Linked DNA regions of Mus musculus: region 2 is linked to region 1. A link is a contact called in public HiChIP or PLAC-seq data. All regions are on one chromosome and are shown on one strand. The core of a region is the stretch at or near the end of the contact, and the rest is flanking DNA. Distances in the headings are between cores, read along the strand shown.

Evidence for each region. HiChIP or PLAC-seq counts read pairs in DNA pulled down with a chosen protein or histone mark.
Region 2: an H3K27ac HiChIP or PLAC-seq map of embryonic stem cells shows a contact between it and region 1, with 5 read pairs. The contact joins two enhancer-like sites. A contact is called at or near these places in 7 of 484 Hi-C or Micro-C datasets (CD4 T cells, CD8 T cells, LSK cells and 3 more) and 1 of 115 datasets of contacts at active chromatin or transcription factors (embryonic stem cells).

The regions. Positions count from the first base shown.
Region 1 is chr3:95,062,770-95,070,627 of GRCm38.p6, forward strand. Pip5k1a (phosphatidylinositol-4-phosphate 5-kinase, type 1 alpha) reads right to left here. Exons shown (of 15, transcript NM_008847.3): 8 at 5,292-5,497; 9 at 4,613-4,696; 10 at 3,043-3,091; 11 at 2,652-2,736; 12 at 1,562-1,705; 13 at 886-1,015. Among named protein-coding and RNA genes, the nearest start is that of Gm24920, 24 kb to the right of the region's middle. Within about 2 kb of position 3,987, at least 93 of the 459 cell types and tissues checked have an H3K27ac peak or open chromatin away from gene starts, as enhancers often do. A contact at or near this core is called in embryonic stem cells, where this site is marked.
Region 2 is chr3:95,340,074-95,347,931 of GRCm38.p6, forward strand. It overlaps Setdb1 (SET domain, bifurcated 1), which reads right to left. Exons shown (of 22, transcript NM_018877.3): 6 at 6,923-7,048; 7 at 6,542-6,743; 8 at 5,453-5,526; 9 at 1,583-1,773; 10 at 1,261-1,390; 11 at 89-239. Among named protein-coding and RNA genes, the nearest start is that of Setdb1, 13 kb to the right of the region's middle. Within about 2 kb of position 3,493, at least 7 of the 459 cell types and tissues checked have an H3K27ac peak or open chromatin away from gene starts, as enhancers often do. A contact at or near this core is called in embryonic stem cells, where this site is marked.

The DNA.
Region 1 (7,858 bases), core at 2,737-5,236:
ATGGAAACCTAGCACAGAGGCAATAGTGCTTGTCTGCCATGCCTGAGGACAAACTGAACCCTCCTTCAGCCATGTGCAGCACCTCACCTGTAATGCTGGGGCTGGGAAGGCTGGGCTGAGCTTGCAGAGGCAGGCATGCCTTTCAAAGCCAACCAATACGGCTCCCGAGGCCCCTGCTGTCAGCACTCAGATCCTTGTCACTAATGAAAACACAGCACGGCTAATAGCATTCTGTCACTTCTAAGATTAGGGTCTATGAATTCTATAGTTTCTATTTAGACACCTCTCTCTCTCTCTCTCTCTCTCTCACACACACACACACACACACACACACAAGTTAGCAGCGATGTTCAGAGTTACCTAGTGAAGAGGTCAGTCCATGCATCAAACAGATGGGTATCCTCAGCCATGTACCAGCAAGGAGCCAAGTAACAGCAATAACCACACCAATGAGCTTAGAGGGACATTCTCCCATTTGAGCACATGATCCTACTCCTGAGCAACAGCTTCATTACCATCTCATGAGAAATCTTAGCCAAAAGGACCTACACAAGCTAAATCTGGACTCCTAACCTAAGAAACTATGGCATAGGGATTTTTAAAAAAATATTTTCTTTTTTAAAAAAAATTCAATTCATTTTATGTATGTGAGTATATGTAGCTGTCAGACACACCAGAAGAGGGCGTCAGATCTCATTACAGATGGTTGTGAGCCACCATGTGGATGCTGGGATTTGAACTCAGGACCTTCAGAAGAGCAGCTGGCGCTCTTAACCGCCCAAAAAATAACCCCCCCCCCAAAAAAAAAAACCAAAAAACCAAAAACCAGAAGATTCCTGACTACCTGAAAATAGACTATCTGGAGTAACAGGTCAAGAAACCAACCTCAAATTTAGTATTTGCAAAGGTTGTCCAACTACAGGTGAGAAACTGGGGCCAGGAACAGGTGAACCCTCACTTATTTCCTCCAAAGGTGGAGTCTGAGGTAAGACATCAGGACGCCCAAGGTGTACATCTATAGAAAAAGGAAAAGAAAAGCAATCAATGAATAAAGAATGAATCAATAAATCAAAGACTTTATGGTCAGAAAAAAACAGGGAAAGATGTATAGTGACTCAGGGACATGGTGACTCACTCGGTAAACCCAGGACCTGGGAGGCTGAGGAAAGAGGGCCATGAGGCTGTGGTCAGCTTGGCTATATACATGGTGAATTCCAGGAGAGCCTAGGCTACAGTAAGACCCTGTCTCACTGAGAACAAAGAATAGCTGGGCAGTAGTGGCGCACGCCTTTAATCCCAGCACTCAGGCTGCAGAGACAGGCAGATTTCTGAGTTCCAGGCCAGCCTGGTCTACAGAGTGAGTTTCAGAACAGCCAGGGCTACACAGAGAAACCCTGTCTCCAAAAAAACAAAAAAAACCAAACCAAACTAAACCAAACAAACCAACACGGCGAGTACGTTTTTTACTGCATAGAAATGGGGTATAGAGGTCCTAGGGTGAGAACCCAGGGCTCAGAGGCAGGAGAGTGTCCAGTGTGAGGGGACCCAGCCCTGAGCTGACCTGGCTCCACTTCCGCCTTGGTGGTCACTTGTGCTCTGTGTTCCCCAGAGGCCATCAGCTGGGAGGTGCAGGAGTTGCCGCTGGGGCCTGATCGCCGAGAGAAAGACGGGCCAGACCGAAACTTTTTGGTAGGAGAAGGCTTCACTTCAAAAGGGAGAGAGAGAGCCTACTTAGCACCTGCCTCAGAAACCGTCACCAAGACAGACACCAACACGTACCCAAAGTTGTTCTGGAGCAAAGGTAGAAAAAGGGTTAGTGTAGAAAGAAGGCTTACAAAGTACTACCCAGAGAAGAGGGTCGAGTCACCTCACTTTGCAAAGATGAAAGTGACACACACACAGTGCTCTCTGCTCGGCTCTCACTGATGGAATGCTCTTGTTCTTCATCAGCATCACCCAGTCAACCCTATGGCGACCATGTCTACCCCTTCCTAGCATGCAGCACTGAAATGTCCACTGCTGCTTCACTTTGAAGACAGCTTTCTGCACCTTGTAGCCTGTCTGCAATGTCTAGGTCTTCTTCACATCACTACGGAACAACTCCTGCCTATGGTGAGAGCACAGGAGCAGCGCCTGGAATCTGCCAGTGTCACTAACAGGAAGTCTGAAAACGGAACACTGCGGCACTTCTGGATCGAGAAAGTTGCAGGAATGACTAAAAAACTCCTTCAACAGTCATCAGCGAGGCTTCAACCACTTGGACTAATCTGAAAACGCCTGACACCTGGACGTGGAAGAAAATTATGGCTAACATCCTTGCCAGTCCTTCCTACATAAAAGTCTACTTCTAGGCATCTGATCCTGCGTCACACATAGTCTACATCCACAACTACACCATTTTTTCCAGTCCCACCAATTTCCCAGAAATAGCCCTCACCTCGACGATACATGTAGGGAGAGCCAGGGGGGAGCAGCAACGCGGAAACACTGGGACAGACAGTGACTGACACAAGGACGAGAAGCAGCGCTCACAGGATGTAGGCAGAGCAGGAGAGGCCTCTGGCCTTGGCAGCTCCCTGACAGAGGTGTCTTGCCCCCCATGTCTTGGGGGAAGGGAGCCACTGGGGGATCATCTGGTAGAAGCCACTTACAGGGAATCTTCTTGAACACTGTGTTGCACATGAAACGCTGGAACCGCTCAGCATAGAAGCCTGGACGATGCACTGACACCGTATCCTGTTGAAGAGGAGACATAGCTACAGGCTTAACAGAGGCCCAGCAAAGATACGGCTACAGGGTTAAATAGAGGCCCAGCAGGAAAGAGGCCATGTCTTTTGAATAGGAGACACAACTACAGAGAAAAAGAGGCCCAGCAGAAGGCTGTGTTGTTAAAAAGCTTGTTCTCTTAGATTGAAACCCTACCAGAGGGGTAAAACCCATAAATGAAAAAAAAAAAAAAAAAAAAAGGAAGAAACTGCTGAGGGGACAAATGGCAAAAAATGGAGAAGTGGGAAGAAGGCCTTCAGCTGACATTACACTCACCCCATCATGGACCAGTGCTTTCCAAGAGTGCTCCAACTTCTTAACAAACCTGCCAAGAAAAATGTGTATCACACACTGGTTTTTTATGTGAAAGACTATAATAATTATTTATTTTAGAGACCTTAAAAAGACCATGATAACAGAAAACCTTCAACAGATAAACACATCCACTGTATATATAGGCTTTCAAGAGAACTGGCAAGGTAGTACTTAGTCCACAGAGACCAATGCTGCTTCTAGCTAAGTCAATGATTCTGCCAGGGGGAAGGGCAGCTTCTAATTCCCTGACGAGTCAGGGAAAACTAGCAAATGTCTGAGGCCCTGGGTTCAACTGCTAGAGAAGGCTGAGTAAGCACAGGGACACACGCCTGTCACCAAGCACACCATGAGCTCCAGCTCTGCCAGAGCTACAATGGGAGACCTTGTCTAAAAAACAAAAACAAAACCAGGACAAACCACAAACCAAGAGAGAAAAGGCAGCTGGAGGAACAGGCGGAAAAAGCTGGGAAAGTATAGCCACACTTGCGTAAGAGGTCTGGTGAGATGGCTCAGTGGGTAAAGGCGCTTGCCACCAAGTCTGATGACCTGAACCAATCCCCACAGCTGTCCTCTGACCTCCACGTGCTGGCTATAGTATAAATGTTCACAAACATATACAATAAGCAAATAAATGTAAAAAAAAGTTTTAGTTAGATAATAATCAGTAAATTAAATATTAAAGATTCGGTCTGCGTCAGTACTGAAAATGTGTTCGGAATAGAACAGAGCCTAGCATTTCCAGCTCCTCCTCCCAGCACGTCACAGCCGCTATCTTCCACAGGCGGTTTTCACATAACACAGATCTCATTTTCCTGTGGAAACGAGAATGTGCCTCTAGCTATCTCCTTATGTGGAGCATGACTCAGCCCAAAGGTTTCTCCCGAAAGTCAAGGCAGAGGGAGTGCTCCACCCTGTGCTCCTGAGGACAGACCAAGCATTCCACAGAGGACACGTCATGCCGAAGAGGAATAAACCCACCTAAAATCCATGGGTCACCAGACCGTGACTCAGGGTTCTTGCATCATGAGGAACTTTATAAAGAAGTACGTGGGGAGCTGGGTGTGGTGGCGCATGCCTTTGATCCCAGCACTTGGGAGGCAGAGGCAGGCGATTTCTGAGTTCAAGGCCAGCCTGGTCTACAGAGTGAGTACCAGGACTGGAGAGGTGGCTCAGCAGTTAAGAGCACTTGCTGCTCTTGAAGAGAGAGGATCTAGGTCAGTTCCCAGCACCCACAGGTAGCTCACAGCCACCTTTACTCCAGTCCTAGGGGATTCAACACCTTTCTCTACACGCCACAAGCACCAGACATTAGAGTGGTACATATATATATATATATACATACATACATACACACACACACACATATATATATATATATATATATATATATATATATATATATATATATATATATAGGCAAAATGCAAAACATATTCCCAAAATGAAAAAAATAAATAAATCAATAAAAGGAAAAGCCGTGAGTGGCTAGCCATGTCCTCTCTGTCCTAATCTGTGACCCACATGCCCTCACCTGTAGGACTGAAGAATATCAATGATGCCAATATAAAGCAGGAGCCTTTCTCCTTTGTTATTCCGGGCAGGGATGCCACCCATGCTGGAGAAGCAAAGGAAAAGAGTTAGAAAAATGTGTTTACTACAGGGAGAGACTTCTAACGTCAGCCGAATCTGGACATGGAGCTAAGAACTAAACAGCTGCCTCATCCCCCAGACTATGCCCCTCTGAGCATGCATAGAACCTCCTGTACTTCTCCCACAGAGCTCCATCAAGACTAAAATCACCACTACACAGCAATTTTGGAGCAGTCCCCCTATAAAAGCAAACATGCTGTTACTTGGGTATCTTAATTTGTCCCCATTAAGACACTTTCCTTGGCAGTCATGTTGTAAGACATCTAAAACATGAAACCATCTGAAACTTTTAGTAACTGTAACCACTGGACAAACCCAAGACAGTGAGAGAGAGGCCTTTGGCAGGAAAGCCTGTGATATGCCGTAATACAACTGAATGAGATGTATAGTGCGCACCTAAGCTTCTAGATCTAAACAACACTCTCAATCTTTTCATCCTAGAGAGCTCTCCCCAGTGCACTACAAACTTGGACACTTTTTTTCCCTCTTCTATTCTTTTAAAGTCAATGGCTCCATGAGCATCAGTGCTGTGAGCAGCTGCTGCTTCCAAGCCCACTCACTGGTCCTCAGTCTCCACAGTGCCGCCCCGTCGAGCCTCGCCCTGGATGGATTCCATAGCTGTGGAATAGAGCGCCTTCTGTGGGGCTGGTCTGCGCGTGTCAGCCGAGTACTGTGTGTCATTGCTCGTGGGCTCCCTCTGTGCATGGTCCATGTTGTGGATGGACATCAACAGGCTGTAGTCCATTATCTTGAAGCTCTGCAGCACCTAATGGGGAGAAAGGACACTGTCAACATTTGGGAGCTGTCAGACTTCTTCAGGTTTTCACTGACTTCATCTCTCTTTTTACTCTGGTAGGTCTTTATTTATAGTCCTTTCCTTACCTTTCTCCCATTTGAATAATAGATGATGATGATAATAATAATAATAATGTCTCACCAAGTTCCCCATGGTATCCTTAAACTTGTGGTTCTTTTGCCTAAGCCTCCAAGTAATTGGAATTATAGGCCCAAGCTACCAGAGTAGGTAATGCGACTTTTTTGTTTGTTTTTTGAGACAGGGTTTCTCTGTATAGCCCTGGCTGTCCTGGAACTCACTTTGTAGACCAGGCTGGCCTCGAACTCAGAAATCCGCCTGCCTCTGCCTCCCGAGTGCTGGGATTAAAGGCATGTGCCACCATGCTCAGTTGCAACTTATTTTTTAGAGTTCATTTTGTCACTTATGAAAAGAACACTAAGGGGCTGGAGCGATGGCTCGGTGGTTAGGAGTAGTGACTGCTATTCAAGAGATCCTGAGTTCAATTCCCAGCAACCATGTGGTGCTTCACAACCATCTGTAATGGGATCTGATGCCCTCTTCTGGTGTGTCTGAAGACAGCTATAGTGTGCTCATATATATTAAATAAATAAATAAATGTTAAAAAAAAAGATAAAAATGAACAGAACACTGTCTTTTTCAAGGTACACGGACTATATACCCAAACTGTGGCAAACATCTGTAACAACAGGTTGGAGATGTAACTCAGACAGTGGAGTGGTTGCCTGGATGGTTGGAAATCCAAGCTCCATTCCCAGCACTACATAAACTGAGCATGGTGACATAAGATGAAGGAAGGAGCAAGAATCAAGGTCATTCTTAGCTACATAGGGAGAAGAGGGATAGCTTCGGTTACCTGAGTCCCAATCTCAAAAGGGGGGGGAAGGGAGTAGACTGTGACAGATCTGGGTCAGAAAAGATGTGTGGTACGACTTTCTATAATCAGTTTCAATTTAGTTCAACACTTACTGAATACAAATGTAAAAATAACTGCAATACAGTACAGTAAAACAGAACAAATATTTATATAAAAGACCATAGAGAAGGCTAAAAAAGATCACTGAAATAGGCTCACAAACAACAAACTAGAAATAAAAAGTAAGACCAGGTAAATAAAGTGAGAAAGGACCATTGCAAAACGCTAGAGAAAGTAACACACATCAGGCTCCATAATGCTGATATGAAAGAAATGCACAGGGCAGATGCGGCCAATCAAAGAGGCTGGGAAGGGCAGGACAATGGTAATGGCAAGGTGTATCAACACCAAGGACATGAGAGCACCTGACACCCAGCCTGTTTTGCTCCCTAGCACAGGGTGAAGAGGGGTCCACTCACTTCAGCTCCCATGGCGCACAGGACAGTGCAGTTTAGCCAAGGGTGTCATTACAGGCATGCAGAAGAAAGGCCGAGGAACAGCTGGCCACAACTGACTGAGTGTAACTTAAAACAACCCTTGGCTCATTTAGTTAAGTGGTTGTCTAGCCTTTTAAACACAGACAGAGAGACAAACAGGAGACTGACAGAGGGCATCATTGAGGAAGCAGCACAGAGTGAACAAATAAGGGTAACATGGGGCAACACAGAGAGGCGGACAGGATGGAGGGTCCAGGTATTTCCCGAGAAACGGGGTGGGGGTGGCACAACTTGGTGTTTAAGAGTGGTGTGTATACTTTTAATCCCAGCACGGGAAAGCAGAAGTCAGCAGATCTCTGAATCTCTGAGTTTGAGGCTACTCTGGTCTACAGTCTGTTTGACTGGTTTAGAAAGCTGGGCACAATGGCTTTTACTTGTAATCTCTAAATAGAGGACCTTCTGCAGGTCAGAGGCACTGAAATGCCTGCTGGAAGAACAGGAAATGGAACTGGTAATGCTGATGGTCTAGACCAGCAATTCTCAACTTCAGTCTTGACCCTTTTAGGGAGTCAAACAATCCTTTCGCAGGGGTAACAGCTGAACAACACAGATATTTACATTATGATTCGTAACAGTAGCAAATTTAACAGTTACGAAGTAGCAACAAAAATTTTATGGTTGAGGGTCACCAAAGAATGAGAATGTGAGGTTTAGTGAGACACTGTCTCAGAAAGTAAAATGGAGTGCCATCAAGGAAGACACCTAATACTGATCTGGCCTCTACACGTCCACACACAGGCAAGCATACACTTGTACACAGGTGATAGCACCTGTGCTCAGCTGTGCTATACACAGCAAAGTGCAATTGTGTCGTCCCCCCCATACACACAATCCCACAAACAAACAAACAAACAATTTCAGCCCAGGACACAGGGAGCTAAAGGTCTGAGTTCCAGCTCC
Region 2 (7,858 bases), core at 2,243-4,742, 280 kb after region 1:
ATTAGGAGACCATATAGTAAGGCTTCAGAAGGTACTGGTGGTAAAAAAAATAGAATAACTGGAAGTAAAAATAATGATGAGCACTTACTCAGTGTCAGCTGCTTGGGGGGAAAGAGGAGGTATAGGAAGTGGGGCCGGTGGAGCTATAGGCTGTAGGGGCTCCATGGGCTTAAACTGGATTCCAGTACCAGTTAGATCCTGTGTATACTGAACAACAGGACCTTTGCTCCTCACAGCACCTACAGGAAAAACAAACGAAAACTGACTGCTGAGAGGATGACAGATGTGCCAGATATTCTTATGCATATACACTATCAACTAATGTAATATAAAATGCAGGAAATGGCCAGGCGGTGATTGTGCATGCCATTAGTCCCAGCACTTGAAATGTAGAAGTAGGTGGATTTCTGTGAGTGCAAGGCCAGCCTAAACTACAGAGTGAATACCAGGCCAGCCAGTGCTACGCAGAGAAACCCCGTCTCAAAAAAAAACAACAAAAAGAAAACCCAATCCAAATGAGAACAAGAAGAATGCAGCAAATGTAATATGAAGATGGCTTAGTGACACAAGTATAAGAACCCAAATTCAAATCTATAGAACCTATGTAAAGCCAGGCGCCGCAGCGTGTGTCTGTAACCGCAGTGCTTCTGTAGGGAAATAGGAGGGAGAACAGAGCTTCTCCAGTGCAGGGAACCTAGCCTAACACATACACAATGAACAAGGAAGGTTAATTCTAAAGCTGAGATGGTCCTCTGACTACACAAGCACATTAGTATGAGTATGCCTGTATTCATATACAGAAGTGGCAAATGACACATTTTCTAAGTGTTAACCTTTTTTGTTTTTATTATTTATACCAATAAGGGGATATACTAGTAAACACTGGTTTTGGAAAGACTTTGTTGTTTTGGGGCATCGTCACATGTAATCATGACTGGCCTCAAACTCACTAAGTAGCCAAGGATGGTCTTGAATCCCAGATATTCCTACTTCTGCCTTCCAAGTGCTGGAACTGATTACATGTGTGCATCAAAATGTCCGGCTATGTGTGGATATTTAGAAGAAATTTAAAAAACACAGCAATGTGGAGGCAGCTCCACAAAGCCATCAACACTAATGAAAATATTTTAGACATCTATCTTGATCCAGAGAGTTAGTGGTATTGCTCTGGTAAATAAAAGGACAGCTGCAATACATAATTTTCTGTGCTAGTCTACTCTGTCTCTTCCCTTCCCTAGCTATCTTTTAGGACATACATACCCATATTAGGACGGGTTCTGAGTTGCCCCCCTTGCTTCTTCTCCATTGCAGAGGCTGAGGATGTCTTCATACTAAACATAGGTTCCAGGCGTGTAGAGCCTCGATATATCCACTCACATCTTTTGTCATCCTGGGAGGCAGGAGCAAAGGGAGGGAGAAAAGCAGGTTCAGGATTAGAATCAATCCTGTCTCTTGTGAAGACTATATACCATGTGTCACCTCTTATCATCAGGCTTGGCAGCAAGTGTCTTTCCACAGTTAACCATTTTACTGGTACCTGCCCCCTAATATTACCACAAATTCTTCTTTGGAAGAACATTACCAGAAAGAGGATCCTGACTAGGCTGCCATCCACCTCTTCAACTCGAGACTTCCACCATGTGCCTTCCCACTCAGTCTTGATAAGCTGCCCACTCTTGAGAAGTACCATTGGGCGGTTTGGATAGGCAGTGATATATTCCTCTATGAAGTCTCGGCAGGAGCTATCTTCTATGTCCTCCCAAGTCTTTTTTACTGTCCAAAGGAAAGAAGCAGAGCTGAGGACAGGAAGGACATATCTTGAAAGGGAAGAACGGTTGGCACTTTCAAAATTTAAAGAGAAAAAATAAATAAATTCATAACCTCAAGGGAAGCAAAACCAAGACCATCTTAAGTACAGAGACTAATGTGCAAATGCACATATAAATACTAAATAAACTAAGCCACATACAAACCTAAGCAATTCATGTAAAAGAAACAGGCATTTCAGTTTATGGAGAATCTTACGAACCAGTGGAAGTAGTAAACTATTATGAAACAGTAAGTCTCCTTTCCTCTTCGTTCCTCCTTCCTTTTTTTTTCTTTTCCTCTGGAGACCAAGCTAGCCTCCAGAGATCCTCTTGCCCGTCTACTGAGTGTTGGGATCAAAGGTGTGTACCACCACTGCCTGCCTGTCTGTCTGTCTCTCTCTCTCTTTCTTTTTGGTTTTTCAAGACAGGGTTTCTCTGTATAGCCCTGGCTGTACTGGAACTCACTCTGTAGACCAGGCTGACCTCAAACCCAGAGATCCGCTTGCCTCTGCCTCCCAAGTGCTGGGATTAAAGGCGTGCTCCACCACTGGTCAGTTTTGCTTCTTTTTCTAATTAATGTTGGTGATCCACATGCAAAGTAAGAGCTGTCCACCACTGAGCTATACCACAGTCTATTGTTTCTTTTTTTCATTCCCCCCAAATTTTTCTTTTAAAGTTTTTTTTTTTTTTTAATTTGAGGTGTTTTGCCTGCATATTTCTGTACATCATGAATGTGCAGTCCTCCAAAAGAAGTCAGAAGAGCACACTGGGTACCCTGGAACCGGAGTTACCGAAAGCTGTGAGCTGCCAAATATGAGTGTTGGGAACTGAGCTTGGGTCTTTCTGCAAGAGCATCAAGTACTCTTAACTGCTGAACCATCCTCCAGCCTAACTTAGACACCCAGTGCTGACATAGGCTGGGTGTCATGGCACACATCTGCAACTTGAGCATTGTGAGGGGAAGGTAGATTCAAAAACAATGATGACCCACCCACCAGCCAGCAAGCTAGCCTAGCCAAGCCAACTGATCAGAGCTTCAATGGAAGACCCTGTCTAAAGACCAGGTGAAAAATAGGAAGACACCTAACATTAACTTCTGGCTTACACACATGCATGTAAGCATGTGTGTGCACACACACGCACAAAATATAGTCATGAATGGTGTCATGTACCAATAATCTCAGCACGTAGGAGGCAGAGGCAGGGGGATTTCTGAGTTCGAGGCCAGCCTGGTCTACAGAGTAGAGTGAGTTCCAGGACATCCAGGGCTACACAGAGAAACCCTGTCTTGAAAAACCAACAAAACAAAACAAAAAAAGTTAAAGAGCAACCTTAACTATACACAGAATTCAAGGCCAGCTTGAACTACAGGAGACATGGTTAAGCAGATAAAGCACTTGCCATGCAAGCATGATGATCAAGTTCACAGAACCTGTGTAAAAGCTAAGACACTATGAAGACTGTCTATAATTCTAACATTCAGAAAGCAGAAATAGAATATCCCCAAGGCAACCTGGCTAGCTGCAGTTGGCTAGCTGGAGTTCGCAAGTTCCAGGTTTAGCCAATAACTTTGCCTCAATTAACATTAAGTAGACAAGGCATCTAATATCAGCTTTGGCCTACATACAATCCCAAACATATGTGAACATGTGCCGCAGACCCTCTGGGCCCCTTTGTCTGCGTGGAACGGGTCTCTAGTCGTGGGTGGGCAAAGTGTCAGATGAACTGACAGACAGATGCACACAGGAGAGGTTGTGTAGGATCTGAATATAATGTCAAATCGAGCATCAGACTTTTTATGCAGAAGACAATAAGGAAGTTGGGTGACACACCAGCAAGGTACAAAGAGGTTACTGGATTCTTACATAAAACAGATGAATGCAAACACAGAAGGTCTAACGGGATCTACCTGGGATAGATCCTGCCATAGTTCCTATTTTGGTCTATTGAATAGTCCACCTTCCCCTTAGGCCATTGTAAATGCGTGTGTATGGGTGTAACTCAGCTATAGTCTTAGAAGCCAGGTGTGAGGTCTTTACTCTCCTAGGGCAAGGGCTTTCACACCCAAGTCATGGTTCTAACTAGGGAGTTCCGTTCTAGCTAACCATCTCATGAATAATGCAATACTCTAAAACCACAGCACGATCTACTTCCTAAACCATTGTAAATTCCTGTATATGGGTGTAACTCAGCTATAGTTCTAAGTATCTATTCTGGTTTCTCCTACGGTCAGAAACTTCTTTCTTCCTTGGTGATGGTAGATTCCTGTGAAGGGCAGTGACCTAACTTTTACTCAAAGTGATAGTGTAATACCAGGGGCAGTACTGAATTCCAAGCCCAAGGTCTTGCTCAAGGACGTTCTAGGACTGTTGGAACACTGGCTTTAGCTATGTCAGAATTCAATCTTAAAAGGCATTTATAATAGGATAATACTAAAGGAGAGCACGTGGATCCATACATTAGACTAACTCGGGAATGGAAAGTTAATGTATGGGTTAGAGAGAACGCCAGAGTCCAGGAGCGAGTTTCCGTGAAACTCTTTTGCCTCGTGAGTGAGTAGCTTCCAAGCCTCTCGGCTTGTCAAGCTGACTCGATCAGAGCGCGTGGCAAACATGCAAACATAAAATTTAAAAACTCAAAGACTTTGCCATGTGTTTATTTCCATGTTAACAATAAGTAATTGATTCTTCTGCAATCACAAATAATTGTGGATCTAGGGAGATAGTTCAATGGCAAGTGTGCTTGTGGACTTGAGTATGCATCCTCAACACCCATGTTAAAAACAAATGGCCATGTATGCTTATAATTCCACATTTAGGGTAGCTACATGTAAATACTCTGGCCAGCTAGCCTAGCCAAAATTGTATATTTCTGTTTCAGTGAGAGATCCTATTTCAATGTAATAAGAAAGAGAGTGATAGAAGAGATGGGACGCCTTCATACCTGGTCTCAATGGCTAAGTGCACAGGTACAACACACACAGAGATTAAAAATAAGTAAGTGTGGGAGTAGAAGCATGTGCATCACTGTAGGTTCAAAGCTAGTCTGGTCATATAGACAGTTCTAAGATAGATTTGAGTTTAATTCTTAGACTATACATACGAAAGTTAGCGATGGGGGTGTGCAATTGAAATGGCAGTGCCAATTGAAATCCTAGCACCTACATGGCAACTCCAGTCCCAGGAAATTCAAATGCACAGACATATTTGTATGCAGAATATTCATACAAATTAAGTAAATTAAAATATTAATAAGAAAACCAAAGAAGGTAGACAGCACCGGAGGAAGATGGGCCTGCATGTATGTGTATATATGTATATACTCACAGACACACAGACATACACACACACACAGCTTCTATAGGAAGTTATTATGTAGACAATACAAACAGAAATGTAAAACATGAGAGCAGCCTTCTTTAAACCTAAATTCCTTAGAAATGAAATCAAAGCAAATCTGTAAGTTGATAAAGACAGTCAGAATCTTTTAGGGTTCATTCAGGCTACAAAGTTAGGGAACAATGCTATGTCTCCAAACAAACTGGAACACCAAAACAGAAGTCAAGCCTTTTAATTTACCACCTTAAGAAGACATACAAAACAGAGTAAGAAATTAGAGATGAGGAATTGTGTAGGGACACTTACGTGGTCGGCAAATGGGATAAAGCTCTGACTGAGTGACATAGGAAGCATAGCCATCATCAAAAAAAATTAAAAATCTGCAGGAAAAGGAAACAGACATGGAGGTTATACGGAATGTTTTATCACTGGGTACATTATTATTCTTTTCATTCTCTGAAACACAGATCAGTCCAGTCTCCCTTTATTTTTCCCTTATACTAAAAAACCTCGGGCCGGGCGTGGTGGCGCACGCCTTTAATCCCAGCACTTGGGAGGTGGAGGCAGGTGGATTTCTGAGTTCAAAGCCAGCCTGGTCTACAGAGTGAGTTCTAGGACAGCCAGGGCTATACAGAGAAACCCTGTCTCGAAAAAAACCCAAAAAAAAAAAAAAAAACCAAAAAAAAAAACCCAAAAAAACCAAACTCTTTTCTGAAAACTATTCTGTCTTCCAGGCGTGGAGGCACACACCTTTAATCTCAGCACTCAGGAGGTAGAGGCAGGAGGATTTTTGTTTCACACCAACCTGTCAACATAGTGAATTCCAGGCCAGTCAAGGTTGCATATGAGACATTTCTATAATCTTGGCACTCAAGAGACAGAGGCAGGTGGTTTGTGAGTTTGAGAGCAATCTAGGCTACATAAGTGTCATAGTTGGGTTGGAGAGATGGCTGGGCAGTTAAGAGTACTCTAATTGCTTCCAGGACCTAATAAGTTCAGTTCCCAGAACCCACATACTGGCTTACAACCATCTGTAACTCCAGTTCAAGGGGAATGCAACATCCTCCTTTAGTTCCTGCAGGCTTCATGTGATGTATATACATACACACAAAGTAAGATAAATAAATCAGTTTGGTACTTTAACTTGTTAAAAAGAAAAACAAAAGATGTGTGATGGCAGTCTGAGCAAGGTACAGAGATATCTAAAATAAAAAAAAGTATATACACACACACACACACACACACCATGAAAAAAAGAGAGAGCGAGAGAGAAACGGTTTCAGATCATACGGAAGGAATTGAGGACATAAAAGCTAACAGTGAAATTCTGACCCCAATACGAATAGATGGCACCAGGCCCCATTCTCCTACAATCTACAATCCCTGTCCAGATACCTGAGCTTGTTCTTGACGTTAGGGGTCTCAGCTACAATGCCAGCATAAAGCCAGACCTGATTTCCATCTTTGTACTTGGCCACCACTCGACTGCCCACAAACAGCTTGTCAGCGGGAGGGTGGTAATCATAGGCAATATGGTTCCCAGATAGCAGACTCTTTCCTTTGTTGTCAAATTTCACTTTGTATTTTTTTCCTAGCCCTGTATAAAAGAAAAGAGAACCAAAATTTTAAAAAAGAAAATCAAAAAACTGTTATTTCCAATGTTAAGTCTTGGGTGCAACATAGAAGACAAAAGAAAAGGCTTTGGAAAAACAGTCAGCAATGGATGCCCTACAGGTTACCTTTGCTCAGTCCTTCCTCCAGCCTGAACACACATACCAACAGTCTGGATGGCAATAAGGGTGCCTTTGTGCCATGTCTTAGTCCTCTTCTTGCCCAGAATCCGCATGCTGACTATCAGGTCCCCATCTTTGCTCAGTTCTCCAGACACCTGACCCAAGGTTCCTATAAACAAGAGTTGTTATAAAGAGTGATTTGAGTGGTTGGATGGAGAAAGGTAAGGTCAAGAGGACAGTAAGGTAGGATGGGCTGTAGCTCAGCTGCTGGACTGCCTGCCTAGCAAGCACAATGCCCTGGATTTGAACCTCAGCACTGCATACACCTGGCATAATAGCTCATGCCTGTAATCTCAAGTTCTCAGAGAAGACAAGAGGATCAAAAGTTTACAGTCATCCTCAGTAACACAGAAAATTCAAGGCCAGCCTAGGATATAGAAGATACTATCTCAAAAACAGAAGGTGGTGTAGAAACAGAGGAAACTGAAATTCTGTGACCATTAGCAACTCTTGCTAAACTCTTGGATAGAGGCAGAAGCACAAGACAATCCACTGTTTATGCTAACAGGAGAAATGAATACAGAACTTTAGCACATTTCTAACTCCTTTGGCATAGTCTACCAGCCTATGCCACGAACGACTATCGACAACTCCTTATTGACAGCAACAGTATCAACAGTTAACAGCCTGAGCCACCGCATCAATCAATAACTCTCAGACTGACTGTGGACATAAAATTAATGTTAAAAAGAGACTGACAAGTCAGAGCCGGGCGGTGGTGGCACAGGCCTTTAATCCCAACACTTGGGAGGTAGAGGCAGGCAGATTTCTGAGTTCAAGGCCAGCCTGGTCTACAGAGTGAGTTCCAGGACAGCCAGGACTATACAGAGAAATCCTGCCTCGAAAAACAAACAAACAAAAACCCACCACCAACAAAAAAAGAGACTGACAAGTCAAACAGCATTCTGAGATGGAAAGC